Linked DNA regions of Sus scrofa: region 1 is linked to region 2. Evidence: chromatin contacts called from public Hi-C data. All regions are on one chromosome and are shown on one strand. Each heading gives the region's core, a stretch centred on a gene start, on an enhancer-like site or on the middle of the called end of the contact. The rest is flanking DNA. Distances are from core to core; before and after follow the strand shown. Region 1 holds the start of GGA1 (ADP-ribosylation factor-binding protein GGA1). Region 2 holds the start of NOL12 (nucleolar protein 12).

The links. A called contact is a pair of places that touch in the nucleus more often than the background predicts.
Region 1: a Hi-C map of alveolar macrophages shows a contact between it and region 2, with 3 times the contacts expected there. The contact joins the promoter of GGA1 here to the promoter of NOL12 in region 2. A contact is called at or near these places in 3 of 5 promoter capture datasets (fetal liver, fetal skeletal muscle and liver), 17 of 47 Hi-C or Micro-C datasets (adipose tissue, alveolar macrophages, blood and 11 more) and 2 of 2 datasets of contacts at active chromatin or transcription factors (alveolar macrophages and skeletal muscle).

What each region holds. Positions count from the first base shown.
Region 1 is chr5:10,212,429-10,217,194 of Sscrofa11.1, forward strand. It overlaps GGA1 (ADP-ribosylation factor-binding protein GGA1), which reads right to left and starts at 1,402. Exons shown (of 19, transcript XM_021091505.1): 1 at 967-1,402. The coding sequence starts at 1,009.
Region 2 is chr5:10,140,983-10,145,600 of Sscrofa11.1, forward strand. NOL12 (nucleolar protein 12) reads right to left here and starts at 3,174. Exons shown (of 6, transcript XM_003481552.4): 1 at 3,022-3,174; 2 at 888-993; 3 at 585-633; 4 at 1-82. The coding sequence starts at 3,104.

The DNA of each region.
Region 1 (4,766 bases), core at 152-2,651, 70 kb after region 2:
AGGTAGACCTGAGCAGAGGCTGCCCCGAGGTCCTGTGGCAGATGTGGGCCCAACAGGAAGAAAGACTTGAGAGGGAGCTGTCACCAGCCCGGGGAGAAGCAAGCCATGCTTTGAGGGGTTGTGAGAGCTGAAAAGCTTCTGTAGTGTGGGATAGGGAGGTCAGGTGGACCGTGTAGCGGCTGATACTCTGAAAGCCAGGTATTAGGAAGAGACACAGGAGGGGATGCAGAGGCATTTGGAGGAAGCCAGGAGAGGGCTGGGAAAGGAGTCTGGTGAGGGTGCAGAAGCCAAGGGGCTGGGTTGAGGGCAGGGATAGAGACCTTGAAATTACTTCTGGAGTCTGAGACCGGACTCAAACCTGTAGGGTTTAGGGGTTTCTCACTATGTGGCCAGAACTCGGGGGCTCTCATGGGTTAGTGGACCCTCCCTTCCTGGGTGGGGGAACGAGCAAATCTGAGCGGAGATGCAAGCTCAAGGAATGGATAGGAGCGAGTCACGCATGCAGCGTCAGAAAGCGGAGGATTCGGGGTTCCAGGGGAGCAGGATCCCTCCCTCTTGGGTCTGAGGTTCAGCCCCAGGGGCTGCTCGCTTGCTACCATCCCGGGCTCCTTGGAAAGACTAGGGCGTCCGTTCCGCGTTGAAGTCTGGGCCCGAGGGGGTTGGAGGCTGCTTTCTCCATCCCGGAGGTTCTGGGCACAGAGAGGGGCGCAGCTCACTCCTCCCTGGGGGTCGCTGCCCTCGGATCGGAAGGGTAGGCGGCGCCCGCTCGCGTCGCCAGTCCGCGCACCTGCTGGGGTCTCTATTCAACCCAGAGTCTGAGGTACCGGCTTGGGACACCGTCCCTCCCCGGGCCGGGGGCGGGGCGTGAGGAGGGGGCGCCCCGTACCCCGCCTCCGTCGGGAAGGGGCCCGCCTAGTGCCCCTGGTTCCGGTTCCGGTCCGGCCCGCGCCCCTCCCGGACACTCACTGATTCGCGCCTCCAGAGTCTCCGGCTCCATCGCGGGCTCCATCCGCCACGGGCCCCCAGCCTCGGCACCGCCCCCCGCCCCCCGCCGCTCTCGCGGGACCTCCTCGGCACCGCCCTCGGCCGATTAAAGGGGCAACGTCCGTCCCAACGCGCGAGAGCGGAGCGTGAGAGCATTCAGCACCATAGAGACGAGAACTACTCGCCTAGAGCGTCACTTGCTCGCCCAACCCCTCCCCTAAGCGGCGACTGCGGGGGGAGGAACGGGTTGCCGGCCTCCTCGTCCACAGCGCTCAGGCCGGAGAGGAAGCAGAAGGACTCGGGGCTGAGAGCTGCACCATGGAAACCCCGCGGGACGCTCTAATTCGTTTCGCGTCACGAAAACGCTTGTGACCGCTTCCGGCCGAACGTTCCACCGCCATCTTTTTGAGGGGCTCTTAGGTCACTTCCGGAATCCTGAGCGGGTATTTCCGCTTAGATGTAAACATGGCGGGGCCTTAAAAGGGCAACGACTTACTTGGGCCGTTAAAGTTTATTGAGTGTTTACAGTTGTCCAAGCATCGTTTTAAGCACTTTTTTTTTCCCCCTTGGCTGCGTCCAAAGCATGTGGAAATTCCCAGGCTAGGTATTGAACCTGCGCCACAGCAGTGACAACAGGGGATCCTTAGCCGGCTAAGCCACCAGGGAACTCCTTTGAGAACTTTTACACATTTTTCTATTTACTCCTCACAACAAACCAATGAACCGGATCGTTTGAGGTCACACAAGTGGCAAAGCCCGAACCCCGTGCTATCTCCTGCATTCATTCTGAGATCATTTCATGCACCCCGCAGTTTCCAGGCCCCGGGGCACGTCACGAGCTCACCTGGGTCCGTTTCCTTCTGTCGCCCCCTGGCGGCCTTCCGGGGAACTGACCCGTGGTGTGCTCGGGAGCCTCCCTGTCTCCTGGAGGGTTAAAGGGAATCTGGCGAATCCGGTTCTGCTCAGCCGTTGCCTTCGCAAGCGACCTCGATTCACCTTGCAGAACCGAGGTGACCTCATCAGGGAGTTTGAGAGGCATGTGCTTGGGTCAGTTTTTCCCCTAAACTCAACTATTCAGCAAACCGAGATGCTTTTCTCAACTCTCCCCCACAAACCATTAAAATTATACAGGAAAGTGATATGTATGTTTATTGCATTCCTCAATAAAAGCTGTAACATAATATGTACTTAGAGCTCTTTTCGTTTGTTTCTTTTATTACTGTGACATGAATTGTTACAGAAATAATACATTTACCGCACTGATTTAGGGGCACATGCAGTCTGTCCAGGGTCACGTTTTAAAGAGAGCAGAGATTTGACCAGGGTTCAAATTCTGACCTCGCTGCTTTCCAAACTGCCCTAGGACAAGTCACTTAGCCTCCTTGGATCTCAAGACTTCCCATCTGAATCATTCTTGTTAGAATTCAGTGAACCAGTGTTTGCTAAGTGAATCCCCCCAACACAGGCTCCCCACTCACTGTCTCGGCTGAACTTTTCTCCTTAGCACCTGTCTCCACTGATTACTTCTTTTCTTCATCGTGTCTTTTGTCTCTTGCCCCCACTGGAAGGTAAGCTCTGTGAGGACGAGGAATTTCATCTATTTGGTTCATCGATGTATCCTCAAGGCTTGAAAGAATAACTGGCACATAAGTGTTCAATCAACACGCATTGAGGTGTTTCCTGGCGGCTCAGTGGGTTAAGGATTCGGGGTTGTCACTGTTTTGGCTCCGGTTGCAGCTGTGGCGCAGGTTGGCTCCCTGGCCCAGGAACTACAGCATGCCATGGGTGCGGCCAAAAAAAAAAAAAAAAAAAAATCATGCATTGAATGCATGAATGAGTTGAAACTATTATTCATAAGCTTTACCGGCAGAGGGATGCAGGAATGTGCCCACTGTTGCACAGCAAACGGGGAGCGGGGGAGCCAGGTCATACATTTGATGACAGCTCTAGGCTTGCCTCATTGAGTCCTGAAGAGCAGGGTTGGTGACGAGTCAGAAAAGTGGCTATGCAGGTAAGGCCTGGCCCAGACTGGGGCTCAGGGTACAAGGTTTGGAAGGAGGAACTTGAGAAGGGGGTTGAAGGCGAGGATGGTTGAAGGAAAGACCAAGAGAGCAAACAGGAAACTCAGAAATTGGGCTCTTCGGGGTTTTTTTGTTTGTTTGTTTTTGTCTTTTTGTCTTTTCTAGGGCTGCACCCGCGGCATATGGAGGTTCCCAGGATAGGGGTCTAATTGGAGCTGTAGATGCTGGCCTACACCGGAGCCACAGCAACGCGAGATCTGAGCCACATCTGCGACCTACACCACAGCTCACGGCAACACTGGATCGTTAACCCACTGAGTGAGGCCAGGGATCGAACCCGAAACCTCATGGTTCCTAGTCGGATCCATTAACCACTGAGCCAGGACAGGAACTCCAGAAATTGGGCTCTTTGACGGCTGTTCCTGTCTCCACCACGAGTTCCTCCGAGTGACTCGTGGAACCCCTAGGAGGGGCTGGGGATGGGCAGGTAACGCTGAGCTGTCCTTGAAGCAGCTCCCACTGACCTCCAAGGATGAATGCCCCAGGCCCACCCCAGGGAAACCCCTCCAACACTGGAGATGCTGGTGAGGATGGGCCGGGGAGGAGGAAAGAGGAGAGAGACGCATGTGAAGGGCAACCGATCCTTTCTCAGGAGGCTTGTGGGGGGTTCAGGGAATAAGTTGACATACGGCCTCAAGTCCAGCCCCTCTGACCTCAGCCAGAACTTGGAGCACATCTCGCTTCCAGGCAGACCCCTGGGGATGGGGACACAGAGGCCCATGGCTGTCACTGCGTAGTCCTCACTCAGACCTCAGAGTTGGGAATTACTCTCCCTGTTTTTTTTTTAAATTAATTAATTTATTTTTATTCTTTCTGATTTTGGCCATGCCCATGGCACATGGAAATTCCTGGACCAGGGATCAAACCTGCAGCACAGTGGCGGCCCGAGCTGCTGCAGTGACAACGCCGGATCCTTAACTTGCTGTGCCACAAGGGAACTTCCGAGGAGTTAACATTTAAACCGAGAAGCCAGGAGTTTCTGTTGTAGCTCCGCGGGTTACCAACCCCACTAGTATCCATGAGGATTTAGGCTTGGATCCCAGGCCTCGCTCAGTGAGTTAAGGATCTGGCATCCCCATGAGCTGTGGCGTGGGTCACAGACATGGCTCACATCCTGCATTGCTGTGGCTGAGGCACAAATGCAGCTCCTATTTGACCCCTAGCCTGGGAACTTCCACATGCCACAGGTGTGGCTCTGAGAAACAAAAGTAAACAAACTGAGAAGCCCGATGTAGGAAGGATGTCCAGGCAGGGAGAGAATAGCAAGCATAAAGGTCCTGAGGTCATTTAAGACCAGAGCCAGGACTTCCCTTGTGGCACAACAGGCTCGGGTTGCTGCTGTGGCGCTGGTTCGATCCCTGGCCTGGGAACTTCCCATGCCATGAGCATGGCACAACAAAAAAATCAGACCAGAGCCAGAATTTGACCTCAAGCTTGAGTCCGCACACAGAGTCCATGCTTGGTCCCAGGAACCACAATTTGAGGTGCCACTGCTGACTGAGGAGAAAGTAGGCATCGGAAAGATGGTAGAGCAGGTGGAACATATGTATTCAACCCCTTGTGTATGTGGGCAGGGGCAGAAAGGGGGCTCACATTTTCCGAATCAGAACTAGGCCAGAACGAAGATCCTTGCCCTGATTTATGAATGTACAGAAATGAACAGGCTCAAAACGTATTAAAATGCAGCCCTATTTCCCTGTA
Region 2 (4,618 bases), core at 1,924-4,423:
ACGGTGACAGTGTGGTTGGGGTGGTCATACTGCACCGACTCTGTCTTTGCTGTCACTAGCCGGTCCAGTTCGTCTGCCTCCTCTGTGCAGGGTGGGTACAGGACCAGGCCTCAGTCCCAGGGCACAAGAAAGCAGCCCAGCCCGACACCCCGGCCCCAGCCCCAGCCCTCCTCTACTCTATAGGAGGGCATCCAGGAAGTCAACAGCTCCAGAGCCCGGCCTGCAGATGATGGCTATAAATGACCCAACTCTTCCCTCCATGCTCCAGGGAGACCTCAGACCACCTGGTCCCTACTTAGGACAAACCTGGTGTGACACCAGGAGATGCTACCACCCCTAGTCTCTCTGGACCTCAGAAACTGGGCTTTCTGTGCAGGATCAGTTTACCAAGAGGTATGGGTCTGCCCCTGGTCTCGGATCCACTGACATTTAGGGTGATCTGAGGACCACCCCTGGCCCCCAAGTCACCACCAAGACCCCTGCACGTCACATTTTGTGCAGCCCTCACACCCCCTCCCACCCACCAAGGGATAAGGAGACCCAGCCTGTTGGGTGTCCTCCAGGTAAGGCCAAGGGGGGCTTACCCAGAGCTTCCTCTCTCTCTGCCAGCATCTTCAAGTATTCCTGGTGGCGCTGAAACCAAAGGGAAGGGAACAGTGGGAGTGTGGCCTCTCAGTCCAGCCTCAGGCAGAGGCACTGCTCACCTCCAGGATGAGTGAGACCATGGCTGGATGTGAGAGACCAGGAAACCTTCCCCAGAGCTGGGCCCACAGCGACTCTATCCACACAAACTGCTCCCCGGGCCTGCCCACGCCGCCCCTCATCTGCCCATGGAGGCTGCAAGTGCCCCGGAAGTCAGACACTCTCCCACCCGCCCTCCTCTGTACCTCCTCCCGGAGCTTCTTCTGCTCCTCCTTAAGCCGCTGCTTGATCTCCTCAATGGCCGCTTTCTTCCGCTCCACCTTCCGCTTATGGAAGCCTGTCAGATACTCCCTACAGGAAAGAGGCAAGAGAGAAAAATCACATATACAGGTGGCCAACAAGCACATGAAAAAATGCTCAGCATCACTGATTATTAGAAAAATGCAAATCAAAACTACTCTGAGGTACCACCTCACACCTGTCAGAATGGCCATCATTAATAAGTCCACAAATAACAAAGGCTGGAGAGGGTGTGGAGAAAAGGGAACCCTCCTGCACTGCTTGTGAGAATGTAAACTGGTACAACCACTATGGAAAACAGTGTGGAGGTAACTCAGAAAATTAAATCTAGAACTACCATATGACCCAGCAATCCTACTCTTGGACAAATGTCTGGATAAAACTTTCCTTAAAAAAGACACATGCACCTGTATGTTCATTGCAGCCCTGCTCACAATAACCAAGACATGGAAACAACCTAAACGTCCATCGACAGATGAATGAATTAAGATGTGGTATATGTGCACAACGGAATACTACTCAGCCATAAAAAAGAACAAAACAATGCCATTTGCAGCAACATAGATGGAACCAGAGACTCTCATACTAAGTGAAGTAAGTCAGAAAAAGAAAGACAAATACCATATGATATCACTTATATCTGGAATCTAATATACGGCACAAATGAACCTTTCCCCAGAAAAGAAACTCATGGACTTGGAGAACAGCCTTGTGGTTGCCAAGGGGGAGGGAGTGGGATGCACTAGGAATCTGGGGTTAATAGATGCAAACTATTGCTTTTGGAATGGATAAGCAATGAAATCCTGCTGTATAGCACCAGGAACTATATCTAGTCACTTGTGATGGAGCATGGTGGAGGCTAATGTGAGAAAAAGAATGTGTATATATATACAGTTTTCTGTCACTTTGCTATACAGTAGAAAACAGACAGAACACTGAAAACCGACTCTAATGGATAAAATAAAAATCATTTTAAAAAAAGAAAAATCACAAGCAAGTCAGGATACAAGAAAAGAAAGTCTTGCTCCAGGAATGGGGGATGGGGAGGAGCCCATACCGCACTCACTAGGTGCCTGGCATCATTCCAAAAATGTACAGGTGTTAACTTGTCCAATCCTCACAGCAACCTGTGTAGTAGTAGGTATCCCATTTTACAGATGGGAGACACAGAGGCACAGAGAATGTAAGCTTAGGCAAAGAGAGGGAGATGCTGCCTCTCTCCTCTCTCCTCTCCAGAGCTCTCAGCTGCCAGCAACAGGGCCAGGTAGTGGGTACAGGGTGTGGGCCTCTGGAACAGGTAAGGGTCCCTTCTTTGCTGGTAAACTCCACTACCCAGTGAATTAAGCCACCTCTTAAGCCCTTGAGGGCTTTCAAGGCCACCCGCAACCAAACCTCTATAAAATCTCCATTGGACCAAGACCCCACTTCCCCAGGGCCCTCCTCCTGGGCACAACTATAGGTCGTGTTGATGCCATCCTGAGTTTCCAGATGATGCCCCAGGATTTCCCTCTCTCCCCCTATCTGATCGCAGCCCCTTCTCATTTCTCTAGAGCTGACTGCCCTAGGTTTTTCGCTGACCCACCACCATAAGCCCATGTAGCACTCTGAGTGGGGACGCTGATAGTCTGGACGCTGACGCTTAGGGGTCCAACTCAGGGGTCCCAAGACCTGACGCGCACAATCCAAAAGAGTTTAGTAATCGCCTGGTAAATAAATGAATGTAAGCCACTCATTTCATTCACTCATCATTCATAAATAGCTGAGTCTACTGCGTGCGGGGCCGCCGGCCTGGGTGGGGAAGATCAAAGCTGTCGCTCCAAGAACCCAGCTCCCCGCTCTCCGGCCGCGCAAATGGCAGCGCTGGCTGGTAGAGAAGCTGAGAAAAGAAGCGAGGGCGAGGCGGGGCGGGCGATTCCATTCCTCAGGGATGGGGGCCCAGGGCAACCGCTTCCTTCCGCGAGGGAGTTCCACACCTTGAAGAGAGGGCGGGACCGGAAGGGCCCTCCGCGGGAGCGTGGGCCGGCGGCCCTGGCCTTGGCCGGCGGCCCCAACGGGCTCTAGTCGAGCCTTAGCACTCACCGTCGCTTCTCCTCGTCGAAGCTCAGAATGAGCCGCGGCCGCCGGCTATCGCCATCTCGCTTCTTCTTCTTGTTTCGGCCCATAGCGGTAAGGCCTCGGCGGCGCGGCTCCCGCTCACCTGAGACACTTCCGGGTGTAGCACTTCCGGCGTCCCGGACTTGCCCCACAGCCGCGCTCAGTAGTTCCGCCCCGCTCACCAGACCCCGCCTTTTAAAGGGGCCGCCCAGCCTGTCTCCCCCGCACCTCCCTTCCGCGCATTAGAGGCAAAAATCCTTACCCCCTCGGCTGCTACAGCACTCATCCTACTCTTAGACTAGCAGCGGTGAGAGCGAGGCCCTAAAGTCCCAGCGCCTAGCACTGTGTCTCTCAGAGTGTTCAATACAGAGTTATTGGCGAATGGCCAAAGATTGCTGATTTTTTTTTTTCCTGGTCGCACTCTAGCATGTGAAAATTCCCGGGCCAGGGATCGAACCCTTCCTTGCCAAAGTAGCGACCTGAGCCGCTGCAGTGACAACGTGGGAAGCACCAGAGGTTGGAGGAGCTCAGGGGTGGCTCCTCCAGTGGAGGGATTCCCAGAGGAAGTGACCCCAGAACAGTTCGAGAGTGGGGATAACCCACTCTTAGGACCCATTGCTCTTCTTGGACAAGTGACTGGAGCCCAGAGAGAAGGTAAGCACACATATATTAAGTGCCTACTGTATGCCAGGTATACAAAGAAGGCAACTGTTATCTCAGAGAGGGGACGTGACTTGTCTAGAGTTACACTGCTGTTCTGTGGTAAAGCGAGACTTGACCTGGGTCACTGGCCTCATGGCCCAGCATCCTGGACCGCTAGCCTGAGGAATCACTCTCCCAGTAGCCAGCACACCCCATTGCCCTATGATAAATTTTGAAAGGAGCCATAGGCACACTGTCGGTGCAGCTCTCCATGAATGTTGAATCCATTTCACAAGGGTCCACTACCTGGCAGATTCTTTTGTGGGCGCTGAGAGTTTTCTTCAAATCAAGGGCACAGCAGGAGGCTGCCTGAATGATGGGGCTACAGGGTGATTAACTGACCCTCTGCTGCCCCCTAGTGGCCATGCCCCATGCCCTCCTTGGCACCCTCCCCCTAGGCAGAGCATTGTCCTGGCTGCAGTGATGCCCCCGACAGGAATGTCTCTTTTTGGGTTTTGGCTTGTTTTTGTTTTTATGACCACACCTGTGGCATATAGAAATTCCCAGGCAAGGGGTCTAATTGGAGCTGCCGGCCTACACCACAGCCACAACACCAGATCTGCGCCTCATCTGCGACTTACACCGAAGCCTGCAGCAATGCCAGATCCTTAACCCACTGAGTGAGGCCAGGGGTTGAGTCTACATCCTCATGGACACCATGTCGGGTTCTTAACTCTCTGAGCCACAACGGGAACTCCGATTATCTCTTTTTGTTACAGAACACAGGTTTGGCTGCTCGCTGCTCATAAGCCAATAATTTGAGAGGCAAATGTCAGTAGAAAGGCAAATCAGAAAGCTGGCAGTCTGGGGAGATGGTGGACTTGTGTCCAGTGACCAGCTCCAAAGATTCTGCTCAGCTGTGACAGTTCTTTTTTTTTTT